Linked DNA regions of Mus musculus: region 2 is linked to region 1. A link is a contact called in public promoter capture Hi-C data. All regions are on one chromosome and are shown on one strand. The core of a region is the stretch at or near the end of the contact, and the rest is flanking DNA. Distances in the headings are between cores, read along the strand shown.

Region 1 (2,897 bases), core at 314-2,813:
CTCCTGTGTTACCCATGAAGAATTAGACAGTATCCTCCCCACTTTCGAGATGCTACAGAAAAGACACTGAGATGCTAAATGAGACCCAAAGACAAGCTAGCATTATTACTGTGTTGTGTATTGGGGAGCATTCCCCTGCAGTAGCTGCTCAGAGGACCTTGCATCAGCTGCAGGCACCCTGGCTGCTTTTCTACTGATTATGACTCATCTTCCAGATGGATGGACAGCTTGGCCCAGACTAAGTGACTGCTCCTGACACTTTAACCCAGTTCTGAGTCCCTGTGCATCCCATGGCTGTGCTCTCACTGTTCCAGGGTTCACCTTTGAACCCTCACATATGTTCAGAGTGCTTCCTACTGAGTTAACATGCAGATCACATAGCCTAGGGAGCATCAGAACACTCAAACCACACTTCTTCCCATTCCTCAGACAGAGGGACACAGCAACCTGAGAGTGTACTCGGATCCTCTGGCTCCTCCCCTTATGACTTCCAGGGCTCTGGAGGAAAGGTGGGGCTGCTTTATTTCAAAGACTTACTCTCTGGCTAGTCCTCTCATCTAACCCAGCTTGCCCCCTTCTCCTGCATTCCTGCCCTTATGTCACTTTAAAGTTGCTTCTGAGTCCTTGAAGTGCAGTTTATTTCACCTAGAACATTCCCTACCCCATCCCTGTCACTGAGTTCAAACTACTCCCCTTTCCCAACTTCATTGGAACAGGACAGCCTCAGGGCCTCTGCTCTCCTTCCCTAGTGCAGCTTCCCCACCCCAGGTCTGCTCTTAAGTGTCACCTTTCTCTTAAGTGTCACCTTTCTCTTACTGATTGCTGTCCTTTCTACTCCATATTCTGGAGCTCTCTGAAGGTAAGGGGGATGTCTGGCACTCTAATAGTAAGCATACTCAAATAAAGGGGTATTTGATTTCTCAGATAAAGTTATCAAAGATATGATCACTGTCAGCATGGAGTGAATTATTTTATAAATGAGAATGAGCAGTGCTCAAATTTGTACCAGAGACCCCAGATGTTTAAAGGGTCCGGAAGTAAGAGAGGGATTACTTTGCAAGATCCACAGGGAGAAGACAGAGGCTTTCAAATTGCCTAGGTGGTAAGGACTGATAGAAAGCATAAAAAGATACCAGTGGAGAGGCCGCCAATATCCTGCAGTCCCCAGGCCTGGCTCAGGAGGAGCCAACACAGCTTAGAAACCAGCCCTAAGATCTGCATCTCTGCCATTGGCCAGCTGGAGATCCTAAAGGAGTCACCATTTAAAAAGCTCATCAGACATTACCTCCCAGCTGTCTCTTTCCCTAACTAAGCAGTCTTGTTTTCCCTCCTGGACTCAGCCTATGCCTTGTAAACATGACCTCTGCGGGTCCCACAGCGCCACCCCGAGCCAGATGCCCGCACCTACCACAGTTGCGGCTTCTCAATCCAGCGTTTGCAGCCTTGATGCTCCCAGTAGGCTTTCAGAGCTGCCTGTACAAGGCAGGGACTTCTGGTTTTGTGCTCCTGCTCAGGGGCGGGGAGACAGGCTGCTTCTGGCTCTGGCGACCACAGCAGGAAGAGGATGAGTGGGGGTTGGGAAAAAACTGGGTCCTTAGAGAAAGTGAAAGTAGCAGGAGTTTTCGCTGTGCACCAAGGGAGAATGTCAGGGATTTTAATAAAACTCTGGGCCTGCGGGGTGGCAAGTGGTAGATGTGAAGGGTGCCCCGTGTCTAAATCCATTTCCACACACCCAGCCTCCTCTCCTGGCAAACACTAACCCATTTTCTGGCTTTTTTAACCAGTCATGAGCACTTTGTTTAAACAGAGTATGCAATCATGTGTGTGGTCTTTTGCTAAACAGATGTTTCTGAGGCTCAGCCTTAAGTGTTCAAGGTGGCAGTGACCGGGGCACAGGCGACAGGCTTGCCACACGATGTGAGCTGTGGGCATTGGAATATGTTTAAAAAAAAAAAAAAAAAAAAAAAACTCAACTCAAGTGAAACCACCATTCTTGACTTTGCCAGAGAAAGAAATTTCTGAAAGAGATCGTATGAGATGGAGTTGGATTTATTGAGAAGCAAACACAAATATATTTTTAAAAAGTAATACAGAAAGGGAAGAAAAGTAGGAAAAGAGAGAATGAGACACACCTAAGCATGCAGGGCTCTCAAGACGAGCATGGCTGCAGTGACTCAGCAGTAGCCTCATGTGTGGCTTTGGTGGCTCTCAGATGCTACATCTTACAAAGTTGCTGAGAAAACCTCATTCTCCTTTGTAGTTAATAGAGATTCAGTATTTCTTTGTTCAGTTATTTAAGGACAAGCTTTTAAAATGACAAAGAATGAAACTATACGAGGCCAAACGCATAAGTAGAACTTCAACATAGGAAGCCTTGGTGGGAAACAGGAAAGAACATTAGGAAGACTTCTCAGACACAGGAGAGGCTCACCCTGTCTATAGGATGAGTCACCCATTTTGCTAACCTTGAGAGTCCATTCAATTTTAAACCCTGTGGTATACTCAATCTAGAAAGCTTTCTTTCCCACGTGTTCTCCTTGTGGCTCATGGCTTTTCTCCAATCTCTTCTTCCCTGAAGCTTGCTGTGTTGCTTTTTGGCTTCTCCAAGGTGCTCATCCTCTCAGCTCCATTTTCCACAAGAATCTCCTCACACCACTCTCCTCTAACCCCTGACCCAGCAGGAAGTGACAGCAGCTGCAGGACCTTTAGCTCCTGGCTTTCTTGATCATCTTGCTTGAGGCAAGGTTTGGCTTCCTTACCTGCAACATCTGCTTCCTCACCCTCTGTCCTCCACCAGCAGGAGGAGATCCAACCTCCTGTCCCTTTAGGTTACCGTATTTTCTCTCCTTTGATCAACAGCCAGTCTGACCACCTCCTGTCTTAACTTTTGTTCTTGG
Region 2 (2,710 bases), core at 95-2,594, 930 kb before region 1:
TCTGAAACCTATTCTCTTTTTCTCTCTCTCGTGTTCAAGGCCTCACTCTTTATCTCCTTCTGGGAATTCTGCCAAAGAGAGAAGAGGCACAGTGGTAGCTACCGATAGTTGTTCTCCAGCGCCCTGCTTTTCTAACTTTCCCAATTTCTCTTCAACGTGACTAATTCTTTTACTTATATATTTACCATTCCTATTTCTGGGAATTAAGGACAACATAAATGTACTTGAGCTAAGAATTTTTCTAACATCTGTTTTGGTTGTTGTTGTTTTTTGTTTTTTACTCTTTTTATTTTATTTTAAATCCTACTCCTTTCACCTGGAGCAGCTCCTGGCTGTGGACAAATGCCTATTTAGAATTCCCTCGCCCCATTATGCAGCCACACCTTAGGCGAAGCCCATGTCGGGCCAACACTTCTTCAGCCTAGCCTGTATCCTCCTGAAAGCACTTTTTTACAGCAGCAGTTTCAAAAAATAAAATTTATGGCTAGCACTAGCATTAATGCTGCATGTTGCTTACAGTGCTTCATGGATACTTTCACTTTTCTTCTGTTTTCTGTGGCGCTCCACCCAAGACAGCACTTCTCAGTAGTCCCCCCTTCACCCCCACCCCAGTTTTCAAGTCCATCTGTAGCCATCTAGCAGCCATGGTTGAACTGGGTTTACCTGAAACGGGGGCTAGAAATAAGGTAAAGGGGTGAGAGAAGGATGAAGCTAAGACAAAGGTTCTGATCAAGGCTCAAAGTTTGATAATAAGCTTTGTGTTTATAAAGGAAAAAAAAAACCCACAAAATCCATCCACTTCTTCAGCTTGAGTATGTTGTAGCAGCAAGGTCAGCGCAAAAACCTTAAAGTTCCCATGGGTACCTGCAATTGCAGCCAAGACAGATGTCTGTGTCCAGGTTGATAAGGTCTGTTTAGCCTGCTGAAGGCTGGGAATACTGCTCATCCTTTTCATGGCTGGGAAAGGCTTACCCAAAGCTGAGAAGGCTACACTGGGACACAGGCACTGACCACCTTTCTTTATTTTTCTGTGCCTGCTGAATAAGATCTCTACCTCCAGCCCCAGTAGTTAAAAGTCTTTTCTTCCTTTCTCACTTTAAACTTATGATCTGCTTTGTCACAAGTATGTCCATCCACTAAGTGCTGGCACACTTCTGGCATCGCTAAGTGGAGGTAGCCAAAGCATCCAGAAAGTACCAGAAAGATCAGCTGCCCAATCTGAGGCAAAGTGGCCAAGAGCCAGAGGATAGGCTAGATTGTGGGTCCGCAGGCACTCACCTGGCCTTACTTACTCTCTTCCTTTTCCTACTCGGGAGCGGCCGCACCCTGGCCTTCAGACTCCTCCCGACTCTCCGCCCCCCATAAGTATTTAAGGCCTCGGGCGCGGTTGGGGCCTCCTCATCTCTTCTCTGCTTGCTACCAGTCCGGAAATCGAGAATCTAGGAGAATCTAGGGTATGCTCTTCGGTGGGCTGAGGCGGGGGTGGGGTGGCGGGGTGGGGGTGGGGAGCTGGGGACGCAGGCGGGTGTGGCGCGCGGCGAGAGCCCTGTGGACCTGACTCGGGTTCCCTCTGCTGCACAGCGGCTTCAGCGGGCCGTGACGCAGCCAAGTGAGTCGCCTTGTGATCCCAGCCATCTGGTGACATCGCCGCCCTCCCAGATCTGCCAGAGTCCTTGGAGGCGACGGCTAGCGAGGGATGGGGGCTGCGCGGAGCCGGCCTGGCTGCTGCGCGGGGCCCCGGGGCTACAGGTGATCACGTATGTCCTTCGATCCGGAGTGAACCTGGAGACTCCAGAGACGCAGGCTGGTGACGCACTAGGACGGGCGTTGGGATCTGGGAGGTGGGGGAGAGAGACCAAGGGCTGGGTGCTCAGACCCTTTCCTGTCCAGTGTGCCTGAATCTCCCAGGGGCGCTGCCCAGGCTGTGCTGGGAAGTTTGTGACAAATCTTAAGCACCCCGGAGGCCCACAAACATAAATACTTGTGAGAAACAATTCCAGATCTTTGGGTTTTGTTTGTTTGTTTGTTTGTTTGTTTTCCCTCCTACTAAACTCACAAATTTGATATCTGTCAGGTTAGGAGAAAATCATGGGCAAAGTTTTTGACAGTTTCTGTGCCAGAAGCACTTGGCATGTGAACTTGTTTTTTCCTCCCTCCTCTTTTTGATGGACCCAGAGCCTTGTAATGCTGAGCAAGTTCTTTCCTACTGAGATACATGCCTGGTCTTCCTCCTTTCCTCCCGTTAGGTTAGGTCTTTTCTCCACATTAGGATCAGAAATATGGACAGCTAGTATTCATATGGTGTCAGAAACACTGAGTGAGGGAAAACTGGGCGAGGTTTGGCACTTATTTTTCTGACTGCTTGGGAGGCAATTGATTGTAATAGGTCTTTTCCAGAGGCTGCTCATTTCCTTCCTCCAGTGGCTTAGGAGTTGGGTGTTGGATCTAATATATCAAGTAACCTTGGGTAAAAGTATGTGTGATCAGGGACTGTGGCGCTGGGGCTTGTGGGATGATTGCTGTTATCCGTTTACATGGGGTGTGTCCTAGTGTTTCAAGGCTGCTCTGAGTAATTGTATCCGATATGGCTTGTGTCATCACGCAGAAAGGGTGTGTTTGGGGCACTCTTGGCTCCATATACCAAGTTTATTTGGCTTCCTATACCTGCATGTCTCCCCATACCATCTCATACATGGATTTTACTTTTAGT

What was found. Promoter capture Hi-C pulls out the DNA fragments that hold promoters and counts their contacts.
Region 2: a promoter capture Hi-C map of hippocampal neurons shows a contact between it and region 1, with 6 times the contacts expected there. The contact joins the promoter of 1110046J04Rik here to the promoter of Serpinb9 in region 1. A contact is called at or near these places in 6 of 39 promoter capture datasets (the 3T3-L1 cell line, cranial neural crest, embryonic stem cells and 3 more) and 4 of 115 datasets of contacts at active chromatin or transcription factors (embryonic stem cells, large pre-B cells and pancreatic cancer cells).

Annotation. Positions count from the first base shown.
Region 1 is chr13:33,003,207-33,006,103 of GRCm38.p6, reverse strand. It overlaps Serpinb9 (serine (or cysteine) peptidase inhibitor, clade B, member 9), which reads right to left and starts at 1,563. Exons shown (of 7, transcript NM_009256.3): 1 at 1,409-1,563. It overlaps Gm36181 (a long non-coding RNA gene), which reads left to right and starts at 297. Exons shown (of 3, transcript XR_382177.2): 1 at 297-509.
Region 2 is chr13:33,934,666-33,937,375 of GRCm38.p6, reverse strand. It overlaps 1110046J04Rik (RIKEN cDNA 1110046J04 gene), which reads right to left and starts at 1,344. Exons shown (of 5, transcript NR_040707.1): 1 at 1,279-1,344. Serpinb6a (serine (or cysteine) peptidase inhibitor, clade B, member 6a) reads left to right here and starts at 1,293. Exons shown (of 7, transcript NM_009254.3): 1 at 1,293-1,454.